Regions from separate parts of the Oryctolagus cuniculus genome. Here region 2 is linked to region 1. A link is a contact called in public Hi-C data. All regions are on one chromosome and are shown on one strand. Each heading gives the region's core, a stretch centred on a gene start, on an enhancer-like site or on the middle of the called end of the contact. The rest is flanking DNA. Distances are from core to core; before and after follow the strand shown. Region 1 overlaps ABCA1 (ATP binding cassette subfamily A member 1). Region 2 has its middle 70 kb from the start of ABCA1.

Region 1 (6,564 bases), core at 1,166-3,665:
GTTTGAAGAAACAATGGTGTGGAGGTGAAATCAGAGACTGGGACCAGAAAAACCTAAACCTGATGCTGCACTCTGCTGTGAATTAGCTGTGTGGTTGCGGGAAAGTCATTTTGCCTTCCTGATCCCACATTTCCTTGCCTATGAAGGAAGACAACAGTATCCACCTTTCACAGATACAGGACTAGAGATATTCGTGGATAAAGCATGAACAGTGAGCAAGCAGCTCAAGAAAGGCACCCAATTAATAATTTTGTTATTATGGAAAAGGTTTTCTTCACTCAACTTTACCACTTCACACCAATGCAGTGTACAGAGAAGATAAGGACAGAAACCCTTCCTTCCAGGAACTTTGTGTTGATAAGGGAGGGGAAGAGGGAAACCAACTAACAAAAGCAGCAGGAGGCATCCGCAAGCCAGAGGAAGACAGTTCATGGAAGCATTTGCCCAAGTACTGCAAGTGCTTCAAGGAGAGAACTCGGCTGGCGCCAAGAGGACACAGTCAGAACGCTCCTCATGGCAGGAACCAAGACACCCTGCAGTCACAGTGCCAGGCACAGAGCAGGTGCTCAACAAAAGCTGGTGAACGAAGGAATAAATGAACAGATGAATAGAGAGGAAATTCTTCAACACCTACGATGTGAGGAGTAGGAAGGGAAATGAAGAGAAGTGTGGGGACACAGCAGGATGGCTTTGTACCCAATATGCTGCTGGCAGGAAAATAGGCAGAGAAGCTAAGAATACGAAAAATGTCAGATAGCTGAAAGGGCCCTTCTCTCACCAAGAGTCACCTCCTGCAGGAAACCGGCCCTGACCTTCCTACTCCCAGGCTGGGTTCAGTGGCCCTCTTCTGCCTCCTGGTAACATTCTATGTTTTCCTTGAGCACCACGTAGATCAACCAGCAACTGTCTGTGTGCACATCTTTCTCCCAGAAAAAGAGATTCTTTGAAAGCTACAGTTAAACAGGAGGCAAAAGCGCTGGAGTTCTATTGCACTGTAGGGTGACTGTAGTTACTAATATATTGTACATTTCACAATAAGTGGAAGAGAGGATTTTTAATGATCTCATCACAAAGAAATGATGTTTTGAGGCAATGTCTATGTTAATTACTCTAATTTGATCATTACACAATGTTTACATGAATCAAATCATCACATTGTGCCCAATAAATATGTATAATTATGTGTCAATCATAAAATGGAAAAAATTAAAAAGAAATATCTTCAAGGCTAGGATTTATGATAAGAACACAATATGACTTTGCCAACTAAGTTCAGGTGTTGAATTTGTGATGTAAGTAAGGTATGTGAGTACGTGTGTATTATACATTTGCCAGGCTGAGTTCCTGAGTCAAACAGAATTACTTTTTGCTAATACTGTCTATAAGGTAAAGGAAAAGTTGAGGATGACTGATCTGTCTGTTCAGAGCTTTATAAAAGAATAAATCAATGCAGCATTTTACAGAGAATCAGTGCAGATGACCACACCTGCCAGTCACTACAAGGAAGGAGATAAGTGGAAGATGACCAGAAGAAAGAATAGTCATTCCAGGCAAAACTAGAAACAGCAGAAAGGACGATCACTAAGTCATTTGGCTTTGGCCAAATGAGTAAACATGGATCTGGATATTTTTATCTGTAAACTGTAGCTTGGGGAAGATGACCTCTGAGGTCTTCTTATCCACGGTTGAAAAGAACACCGGGTCAAATGAAATCAGCCCCGAATGCAGCATCACAAGATCTGAATTCAAGTCCTGGCCCTGCCGTTTCCTTGGCTGTGTGACCATGACCCTCACTTTCCCCCTTGATCTCTCTGGGCCTCAGTCTCCACAGATAGGAAATAAGGCAAATGACACTCTCAGGTTGTTAGAAAAGCCGAAGCTCAAGAACACGAACGTGCTAACTTCCAGTATTCACATGGGTAACTGGGAAGGTGTGGCCCTCGTCACAGCAGACAGACATCAGGGGGGTGGGTTACTCACTAAACCACAGTGGGGCGGGGAAAGCTGAAGGCCACTACCCAGCAAAAGGCAAGAGCGCTTTCCTGCTACAATCTGTTCAATACGGAACAAAATGCTTGATCTACTCAGCTCAGCCTCCCTGGAGGAGCAAACAGCAGCCCACCAACTTCCCAAGGCCACACTACGGGTGCAGGGCAGGACAAAGGAAAGAAGAGAGGGGAAAACATGTGAAGATAAAAGAACAAGACCATGCATGTCTGTGGGCTGGCCAGGCCTCCCGGTCACCAGGCCCTGGGCATGCTTTCCTGGCCCTTAGGGCTCCCCTTCGCTCCTCTCCAGCCTGAGCCAGGCCTGGCTCCACCTTGGGAACAGAAGACTGAGGAGGAGAGAGGAGGGAGGAGGGAGAGCTGCGGGGAGGAGGGAGGAGGGAGGAGGGAAGGGCTGTGCAGGAAGCGGAGGGGGGAAGCCCTCCGCTGAGCAGCTGGGGTTACTCTCGGTCAGTGCCCTCTAGTTCCAGCTCGGGTTTCAAGATCTCCGTTGTGTCTTTGGCTCCACGCAAAAAGGAACCACAGCACTCAGCTGCTGGAGGAGGTAAAGGAAGAAAGGAGATGCAGACAAAGCATCCCTTCAACATACAACTCTTAAAGGGACCCCAGGGTGTGGGTCGCAGGCCTGCGGTGGGGGTGGGGCAGGGCTGGCGGGCCAAATTCTAAATCAGTTCCTCTTGGCTTTACTCAGCCTAAGCTTGTCGGGTCCTGTAAACACAATCTTGAAACGCTTGTCTGCTATGAAAGGGCTGGAACCAAACACGCTCCGGGGTCTTCCAGGCTATCTCTTGGGCTGTTTGCATTTGTTTTCTGGATGCCGGGGGCTCTACCTGGGCTCTACCTTTGTCAAGAACAGCTGCTGCCTGCTTGGCGGAGATGGCAGAGCCCTCTCTGGGCAGACCTTGTTGGTCAGGGCTCAGGAGAAGACAGGCAGGCAGGGCACTTACTAAATCAAGCCCCTGTGTATCCATCGGCTGCTCCAAACCAATCAGAAGCAGGAAGCCAAAGCCCAAAGACACCGTAATACCCTGTTAGAGACTTCCCAACTTGCATGCGTGCCCAGAATAGCCCAATGAAACCAATATATGACCTTCCTGGGGTGGTGATATAAGCGACACTGCCATTTGGGGTGGTTCCTGTGTAAACTAACAGTGCCTATGTAGAACAACACCAAGCCAGCTGCAAACTGAAGTGTCATGTGCAGAGGCTGACGGGATAGAACTCCAGGCCAGGTGCAGATATTAAAAAGCATTATGTGCTGAGAAGACACTGCCACACCTACCTAATCCTCGAAAAGTACCGGTTCAGCTCCCATTCAGCTGGAAACTCAGTGGAAACTCTTCCCCCCATGCTACCTCGCTTGTTTTAAGCACAAGCCCTCAATAAACCCTGGGTCTGGTTGCATGTTTGCCGCTTGTCGATTTCTATTTGGGAGTGAGCCAAAGAACCTGGGGTGGGTAACACTGGGAGGCAGCAGGTCATGGCTCAAGTACTTGGGTTCTTGCCATTCATGCGGGAAACCTGGACTGAGTCCCAGCTTCAGCCTGACCCAATCCTGGCCATTGTGAACATCTAGGGACTAAAGAGTGGATAAATCTTTCTCTCTCTCTCAACTTTTCTCAAATATTTTTTTTTTAATTATGAAGAAACACAGTCTACCAACAGGAAAGATTGGATCAAACATAAGAGGCAAAAGGAAAAAAAACAGTGAGGCCGGCGTTGTGGCATAGCAGGTACAGCCGCCACCTGTGACACTGGCATCGCATATAGGCACTGGCTCACGTCCCGGCTGTTTTGCTTCTTTGCTTCTGATCTAGCTCCCTGTTAATGGCCTGGGAAAAACAGTGGTCCAAGTCCTTGGGACCCTGCCACCCATGTGGGAGACATGGAAGAAGTTCCAGCCTCCTGGCTTGAGCCTGGCCCAGTCCTGGCTGCTGTGGCCATCTGGGGAATGAACTGATGGCTGCACGATACCTTTCTCTCTGTCTCCCCCTCTCTCACTGTAACTTTGATGTTCAAATAAATAAATGAATCTTTTAAAGAAAAAGGAAAAAGAGTTGAAAAGAAGGAAAATAGAATTTAAGGCACTGGGTTCTCACTGATGAGCTGGTTTCTGACTAAAAATAGGATCAAATGCTCCAAACACCACATGACAAGGGACTAGCACCAGCTTGTAGGCCTCAGAGAAGTCAATAGAACAAAGGAAGGAAAAGATGTTACAAGTTAGGGCCTGGGATGGAATTCATTCTAGGGCTGGTCTAAGTATAATCATTCATTTATATAATGGATAAGTAACTTTTTGCAACATTTATAATTAATAGAATGTATCAAGGCCATGGTAGTGCTCTGTGGTCAGAAAAAGGTGGCTCGTATTTGCTAAGACTCTACATATACTATCTCCCAGACTCTCTAAAACTAGCTCTCATGAGAAAGGGGTTATTATTCCCATATCTGAAATGAGGAAACAGACTTAAGAAGTCAGTATCTTGCTGAAGGTCACAAAACAAGCAAGTGGTAAATTTGAACCCAAACAGCTATGACCACAAATCTATGGTTCTTTCTACTCTATCCAGCAATTAAAGGAATCATTTTACTCTTGAAAAATGCTCCATCACCATGTGGGCATACAAAGCTGGTGGTACTGCCCAAGCTTCTGAGGCTAAGGCAACGTGGCAGCAAGGGATGGTGCAAAGATACCCAGCCTTGAAGTCAGACAGACCTGGATTCAATTCACAACTTTAGCCTGCAACCTTGGGAAATGGATATAACCCTTTTGAGCCTCAGTGTCAATAAAATGGGAATATGGATACCAACCTACTCATGCTATTTTAAGCCCTGAAAGTAATAAAATATTAACAGTGTAAAATGGAATCACTACCTACATTCAGTTGGATAAAGTGTCACTCTTGAGATTGCCTTTTTGTGCCTCAATGCAACAGTGATAGGAGGGCCAGGATGGAAAGCCTTCAATGAGAAAAAAATAAGACTCCCAAGCTGCTCTTTAAAGCCTACCAGGTAAACAAATCTTACACTGGGAAAGCAGGAGACATGCAACATTTTCTGATGTTAACAATTCAAAACTTTCTAAAGGCAGTCTGGTGTTTGTGGGGTACACACTGTTCTGTAATTGAATGCCAATTGTGTTTTCTATTCTTGTCTGGGTAAAGCTGACCTTTGATTTGATTTAGTTCAAGCCATATTTCAACACTGCAGTGTGGCACTGCACCTCCCCTGAGTATGGCCCAGATGGGTCCAGCTCCCGCTCTGGATGGAAACCAATGGCCTGGGCTCTGGGACACAGCCCAGCTTTGTCAGGTCTGGGAAAACTTCCTCGTGGTAGATGGAAAGATTTCAAAATGTGAAAGTCTAAGACCTAAACTCAAAGCCTTTCACCAGTGCACCATAAACTGCAACCACCCAAAGATTTCAAGGAATTTCCATTCCATGACATAATGTTGACACATCTGTCATCAGACCTTCCAACAAGATGACATGCAGCAGGGAGTGGGGGCACATGGACAGAGGAGTCTGGGACGGTACCCTTGGCTGCACTGGCTGCTGAAATGGGATGACGGGGTTCAGCCAGGAAAGAAGCCGCTGTGAGTCACAGGATGTTCCTTCTCGGCCGGCCTTGGGAAACATCTCACCCGTGCCTGTTACCCCCGAAACCGGGAAGTGCAGGAAGTCTGGCACTGCTCTTGGAAGCCCTCTTGTCTCCTTCCTCATCCCAGAGAGTACACGCACAGTGTCCTGTGACCTTGGGGAAGTTTCTGGCTACACAAAGCAGCTCTCTTGAGGATATAACAACAGTAGAGCACGGAAGACTACAGTTCCAGTCCTATCGCTGCCCCTTGCCAGTTGTGCCTCTCTGAAATTAGCTCCTTCATGTACATAAAAAAGAACAGAATCCCCTGCATTATGGGATGGATGGGAAAATTCAAGGAACCCTCCACAACATCCCTGAGGGAGGTGCAACTGTTACCAGATTTCCAGGAAAGTAAGGCGCAGAGGTGTTACAGAATCAGCCACAGGGTTACACGTCATGTAAACAGCAGAGCTGGGATCTGAACCCAACCATCCGGCTGCCAAGGCTGTTCTCCCAACACTAAACTCTACTACCCAGGCCATATTTATAAGATGCTAATTTTACTCCCTCTCCCCTCAAATCCCCACCACCGTCAAACCCCTTGCCACGTCACCTCAGACCCCCTGGCCCCGTGGCTCAGGTCTTTTTGACTTTCAAAGATGAAGTAGAATCAAAGGTCCATGCTGTTGGAAAGCCGAGACACTGCGGCAAAAAATGTCCCACATGAAGGACTTCTGTGGGGAAGACCCCAGTGGAAAGAAGTGGTCATCAAAGAAGGAGGTACTTTTCTCTGAAGGGAAAAAAGAACTTCCAATTTGCTTATGGCCTTGTCTAAATACTGACAGAGTCTGCGGATTCAAAAGGCTTCCAAAGCCTTGGCAGCTCATGTCAAGAGCCGTGGGTGATCACGGACGTCATACAGAAGAGTATTCATTGTTAAATTAACATGAGGAGTCACTGTGCACTAACTTT
Region 2 (6,564 bases), core at 1,389-3,888, 130 kb after region 1:
CAGAAATGGAGCAGCCAGCACCCATATGCGATGCCAACATTGCAGGTGGCAGCTTTTCCCACAGTGTCACAATGCTGGCCCCTCTCTGTTATACTTTACTGCACTTTCCGGAGGATGTTCTATGCCATGGTCACCTTGAACAATTTGGACAATTGACATCTGGGATATATTTATTATAGGTGTCAGGAGTTTCCTAGCGTTCCAAATGAAAAAGAATTTCAGGATTTGATTGCTTTCAGCATGCACAAGAGCCATGACAATGAGTTCGTGCTTCTAACATCTCCACTCTACGTTTATTTCATACCCCCCAGATACAGATGCTTTGTGACCTTTCTGGTCAGCCTTCCAATTAGCCCGGTAGGTAAGTGCACCGTCCTACAATCCGGAAGTTCCAGGTTCTGGTGCTAGTGCTTGGCCTTGAGTACCTGTGTGTCCCCAGGCAGCTCACTTCTCTGAAAAGTTCCTTGTCATTCTCAAAAAAAAAAAAAAAAAAAAAATCTGTTTGAGAGAAACAGAAGAGAAAAGATAAGAGAAAAGATAGATATACGGAGAGTAATCCCATCTCCAAATACCTGGAATGACTGGGCTGGGCTAGGGCTGAAGCTAGGAGCCAGAACTCAATTCAGGCTTCCCACGTAAGTGACAAGAACACAGTTAGATGAGACATCACAGCTGCCTCCTAGGGTCTGGAATTGGCAGGAAGCTGGAGTCAGAAGCCAGAGCCAAGAATAGAACCCAGGTGCTCCAATACAGGATATCAGCATGTCAACCACTAGACTAAGTGCTGGTTCCCAAGTTGCTCATCTTTTTTTTTTTTTTCTTCAAAGATTTATTTGAAAGGCAGAATTACAGAAGAGAGAGAGAGAGAGAGAGAGAGAGAGAGAGAGATCTTTCATCCACTGTTCCACTCCCCAAATGGCTGCAACAGTTGGAGCTGGGCCAATCCAAAGCCAGGGGCCAGGAGCATCTTCTGGGTCTCCCAGTAGGTGCAGGCACCCAAGCACTTGGGCCATCCTCCGTGGCTTTTCCAGGACATTGGCAGGGAGATGGACTGGAAGTGGAGCAGCTGGTACCCAGATGGGATGGCACTTCACCAGCTATGCCACGGCACTGGCCCCAAGTTCTTCATCTTTAACAGAGATATTTATTCTGAAATAGGGATTCACAACCTGGGGTCCTGGACTATCACTGAGGTCTTGAGAGGTAGTAATGAGTACTCAGAAACCAAAATATTTCTAGTGCTTTCAGAAACCCTAGTGGGAATATATATTTACCTTATGTCATGTATGACAGGATAATAAAAGCTGCCTTTTCTTTGGGCTTTGATAATGCAGGAAGCCTCATTATACTATGTACTACTGTCATCACTGATCTACATATATGGAAAGTGAAGCACAGAGACTTAAGGAATTTTTTCAAGGTTGCACAGCTAGTTAGTGGTGTAGAGAAGACTCAAAGCTAGGTAATACGACTCCAGAATCAATAGCCACACTCTCCACCTCTAATTCCAATTAGCTAGCTCATGCTAACTGGAAGCTCCAATTGGTAGTTATGTCTATAAGAAAATAGAATATTAGTTATTAATCATTAAACATAATTTGTTTAGTAGGCAAAAGTCTTCCAAACCTACTGACCACAGAAAAGACACATTTTCAAAGGCTGTGAAATGACTGGAAATGTTTGACTAGCATTGGGTTAGATGATACTAAATTTTCCACCTAGTTCTAACGTTCTATGAGATTGAGGAATGGATGTTAAAGAAAAACAACCCAATGAAACACCACTCACAGTAGCATGTTTGTATCCCAGAAGTAATGAAAACGCTATTTCTTTGTTAAATGGTGCAAACAAGTTTTAATTTTTAAAACTGATAATCAAATGAAATTCAGAGGGATTGACTATTAAGAAATTTTAAAGCCCAAAGCAGGATGGCCTCAAAAATGCAATTTCATGGTTGATGTTTAGCACATTAATATTGTCCTGAAAAACAAGCACATAGAGCTCTTATATGGGACCTACCAAAACATCTGAACTGCTTTATAAACATTCTAGACATTCCTTATAGCAATCTGCATATTTGGTGACCAGGACAAATGCAGTCAACATGGATTGTTTCATAGCAAGGAAAAAAAAAAATGAGGGCAAGGAAAAGCTGTTTGTTTATCTCTCTATCAGCCATTTACTGCATAGCACTGGCACATGGCAGGAGCTCAGTAAACACTTGGGTGGTTAAAAAAGTCCCAATTCATCTGTCACATAAACCATACCAAAATATAAAATACAACCTTTGGAATTAATCTTAAATAGCCATGATTTGTGCAATTTCCTTGCTGCTCAGCTGAGACAACTTCTTTAAAACTCTGCCCATGGGAATTACAATCCAGTCACCATATTCCATTTTTACTTCTTCATCAGCTCTCCTAATCCTTGTCCTGCTCAGAGTTTGTATTACATTTTGTACATACAAAATGATTTAGATTTTTGTCCTGACATTTCCAGTGACAAAGAGAGGCCCAGGTTTGAAGCCGTGTCATGATTTGATGTTTTTTAACCGTCTTTAATCCAGAGGTAGGTGAATGACTTCTAGTAACCCCGGCTGATTTTCACACTGAGAGCAGCCCCACCCTCCCCATTGTGCAATGGGGAAGTGGTTTGCTGAGCAGGCCTACACAGAAAAAAGGGCCAAAACTGTACTGTATATATGAGTCATCTCCTTGCCTCCTTGCTCAAGAATTGTATCTTAAACAAATGACAGAATCCACGAGCAGACACTGCTGGGGCTTCCAAGATGAATCAGAGGCAGTTCCAGCAATCCTGTGACCAGGGGCTGCGTTGAGTGGTAAAAGGGCGCATTAAGAAGGAAAAATAATGCTCACAAGTAACAGTGATTCAAGGCAGAATGTGGTCACAGCACTGAGTCCCCGCCAGAGGGAAATGTTTTTGTCTAATTAGAGGATCTAGAGTTTTCACGAGAGATGGGTCTTTTAGAAAAAAAAAGAAAAAGTTACAGGAACAAGGAAGATAGAGCATCTGGCTCTGCCTGGGGACCGGAGGAAGACTTCACAAAGAAGTGATAAATAGGAGTTGGTAGGAGAACTTGCAGATGACCCCTCACAGTGAATAGGCACTGTGCTTGAGATGCTATGTGCATTGTTTGTTTGTTTTTTAATTCCCAAAGTAACACCAGTAACTTCTTATTGTTCCCAACTTACAGATAGGAAAACTACAGCTCAGAGTTTCAGTAACTTGGAAACTGCCTGTTATATGACTAGTAAGCAAAGAAGCAATGGAAATTGAACGTTAGGTTCCAATCACCTAAAAGAAAAAGAAAGAGAGGGATTTGTTCTGATGGCTTGATCATAGGCCCAGAAGCAGAATGGCCAACCTCTGTTTGGGGGAGAACACACACCATAGATTTTCCAGTTTATATACTGCCTAAGAATTAGAATATGGCCATGTGATTATACACGCAGAGTCTTCACAAAAGCTCATGGAGGGGCGGGAGTTTAGCCTAGCAGGTAAGACACTGACTAAGATGTCCATGTTCCAAGCCATAGTGTCTGGGTCTGACTCTTGGTTCTGGCTCCTGACTCCGCGTTCTGGCTAATTCAGACTCCAGGAGGCAGCACGTGATGGCTCAAGAACTTCCTGTCACACACATGGGAGATGTAGTTTGGTTTCCTGACTCCCAGCTTTGCCTAGCCCAGCCCCAGCTGTTGGGAGTAGTTCGGAGCTCTCTGTTCCTCTGCCTCTGAAATAAATAAGCTTTTGTTTTTCAAGTTCATAGAAATACATGTGATTAAAAAGACTATGCAAATAAAGACTATTTTTAGCACCAAAATAATCTTTTAATTCTATTTCCATGAAATTTCTGAAGTACCCTTACATATGAATATGCAACTATGTGTATAACCATATAGTACTTCATACACTGTTAAATAGGTATATTATGTATATATGCATATCTTGAAATTTTCATGAAAAAAATGAAATTAGAGTATTGAATATACTTTGGTGCAAAAAATCTATGTATAGTTTTGTCATAACATATATTTTCCACATATTCTGAAAAAAATTTTTTACAATCCAAAATTTTTTGCACCAAAATAAACTCATAATTTTAATTTCATTTTCTACCTTTTTAAGTATACATGATTTGTATGGTATATATACCATTATATGCCAATATCCTTGAAATTGGAGGATTGGTTATTTCCAAAGTTTCATCACTAAAAGTAGCTAGCACCATTAGCACAGAAAAATGGAACAGGAAATAACAGGTAAGAGGAGGGTAGGCCGGCATTGCAGCTCACTTGGCTAATCCTCCGCCTGCGGCACCAGCACCCCGGGTTCTAGTCCCGGTTGGGGCGCCAACCTGGCTGCTCCTCTTCCAGTCCAGCTCTCTGCTGTGGCCCGGGAAGGCAGTGGAGGATGAGCCAAGTGCTTGGGCCCTGCACCCGCATGGGAGACCAGGAGGAAGCATCTGGCTCCTGGCTTCGGATCAGCACAGCGCACTGGCTGTAGAGGTCATTTAGGGGGTGAACGAATGGAAGGAAGACCTTTCTCTCTGTCTGTCTGTCTGTCTCTCTCTCTCACTGTCCAACTCTGCCTGTCAAAAATAAATAAAATTTTTAAAAAAGAGAGGGTAGCAATTTTAGACACAATGATAACCAGAACAGCTTGAAATTCTACAATCTATATTCAAATTTCATCACTTGTCACATCAATGTCCTTTGACGTTTTTTCTTAATCTAATGTCAAATCTTAGACTCACATATTATATTTAATTCTCACATCTTTTTCATCTCCTTTAACTTGAAATAGTTCCTCACCCATTCTTTTGCATTTCTTGATCTTGCCCTTTTTTTAACCTTGATATTTTTGTATAAACCTGTTATTTTGTCCCTGGATTTTGTATAAACCTGTTACAATGTTCCTGGATTTGGATTTGTTTGATTAGATTCAGGTTTTGCCTTCTAGGCAGGAATACCACCAACAGAATGCCATATTCTTCTCAGTGCACCTTGTCAGAATAAAAAGAACATTGCTAAATTTCATCATTTGGTAGAAGTGGAGTCTGCCAGTTTCCTCTACTGTAATGTCCTTATCTTTCCTTTTAAAATTAATTAATGATATATAAAAATTCTATTCGTTATTAAATCATCACTGCTAGTTTCAGTATCCATTGATTTTCCATCTCCATCATTTTATCTGCATTTGTTAGTTGGATGAAAGAACTCTCTTCCTTTCTCATTTTAATTTATTTACTCATGTATTCATTTATTGCTATCAATATGGCCTCATAGATTTTACTTTTATTTAATAGCTTATATTCCATTACCACCATTATTTATTTTGATGCACAAGCTACCCCATATTTGTCCAGTAGGACCTCTTCACATTGTCTTTTCTGTTCTTTCCTTTGTTCTTTATGAAATTCCTTACTTTCTAATACACAATAATCTAGGTTTATCTAATGCTTCCCTGATCCCAGCCCTGAAACAAGTCATTCATTTCTCTAAGGAGCGTTGGCTCCTTTTAATGAAAGATGATATTTAGCAACCAAGTTGTGGGTGTTGTGTGTGCTCATTGGTACTACTTAGTCATTTCTTCCAGTCCTCTCAGCACACAGAGCTAGGGACTATCTCTATCTATATATAATCATTTTTATGTTTATTTATGCTTTTCATATATTCATCTGTATAGCTTATAATATGTATTATATATTTTAAAACAGGAAATCAAACAATATCTCTTGTTATCATCCAACACTTCAGAGTATATTCTAGATTTCTACCTATTCATGTTTCTAGCTCCCTTCTCCAAAAGGAAAAAAGCTAGCACCCTCAGTTTATCTACTCGTTTACTTAAGTCTAGAAAGTACATTTCAGGGTTGGTAATTCATACCACTACAAAAACCAACTATAGTTCACTATCTGTTTATAATTCTTCTTCTTAGATGTATTCACTGTATGGCATACAGACAGTGAAATGTATAAATCTTATAGAATGATGAGTTCTGACAACTCTTTTTTTTTTAAGATTTATTTATTTATTTGGAAGTCAGAGTTACACACAGAGAAAAGGAGAGGCAGAGAGAGAGAGAGAGAGAGGTCTTCCATCTGCTGGTTCACTCTCCAATTGGCCTCAACAGCCAGAGCTGTGCTGATCTGAAGCCAGCAGCCAGGAGCTTCTTCTGGGTCTCTCACATAGGTGCAGGGGCCCAAGGACTTGGGCCATCCTCTACTGCTTTCCCAGGCCATAGCAGAGAGCTGGATCAGAAGTGGAGATGCCGTCTCTGCAGGCGGCAGCTTTACCAGCTACACCACAGTGCCGGCCCTGTATCCTAACGTTATTGCATAGTGTTCTCTCATGTCATAAAAAGTGAATTTTAAGCTATTTTTCTTTAGTATAGTTGCATTATAATTTATTTCTGTCAGGGCTGGTGCTGTGGCATAGTAGGTAATGTCGCCACTTGCAGCACTGGCATCCCATAGGGGTACCAGTTCCAGTCCCAGCTGTTCCACTTCTGATCCAACTCCTTGCAATGTGCCTGGGAAAGCA

What was found. A called contact is a pair of places that touch in the nucleus more often than the background predicts.
Region 2: a contact with region 1 is called in a Hi-C map of skin fibroblasts, with 2.3 times the contacts expected there. The contact joins two enhancer-like sites. A contact is called at or near these places in 4 of 6 Hi-C or Micro-C datasets (ear pinna, psoas muscle, skin fibroblasts and 1 more).

The regions. Positions count from the first base shown.
Region 1 is chr1:208,704,331-208,710,894 of mOryCun1.1, forward strand. All of the region lies in intron 4 of ABCA1 (ATP binding cassette subfamily A member 1), which reads right to left. Among named protein-coding and RNA genes, the nearest start is that of ABCA1, 58 kb to the right of the region's middle. Within about 2 kb of position 2,416, at least 2 of the 8 cell types and tissues checked have an H3K27ac peak or open chromatin away from gene starts, as enhancers often do. A contact at or near this core is called in ear pinna, where this site is marked.
Region 2 is chr1:208,832,658-208,839,221 of mOryCun1.1, forward strand. No RefSeq gene overlaps it. Among named protein-coding and RNA genes, the nearest start is that of ABCA1, 70 kb to the left of the region's middle. Within about 2 kb of position 2,639, at least 5 of the 8 cell types and tissues checked have an H3K27ac peak or open chromatin away from gene starts, as enhancers often do. A contact at or near this core is called in ear pinna, where this site is marked.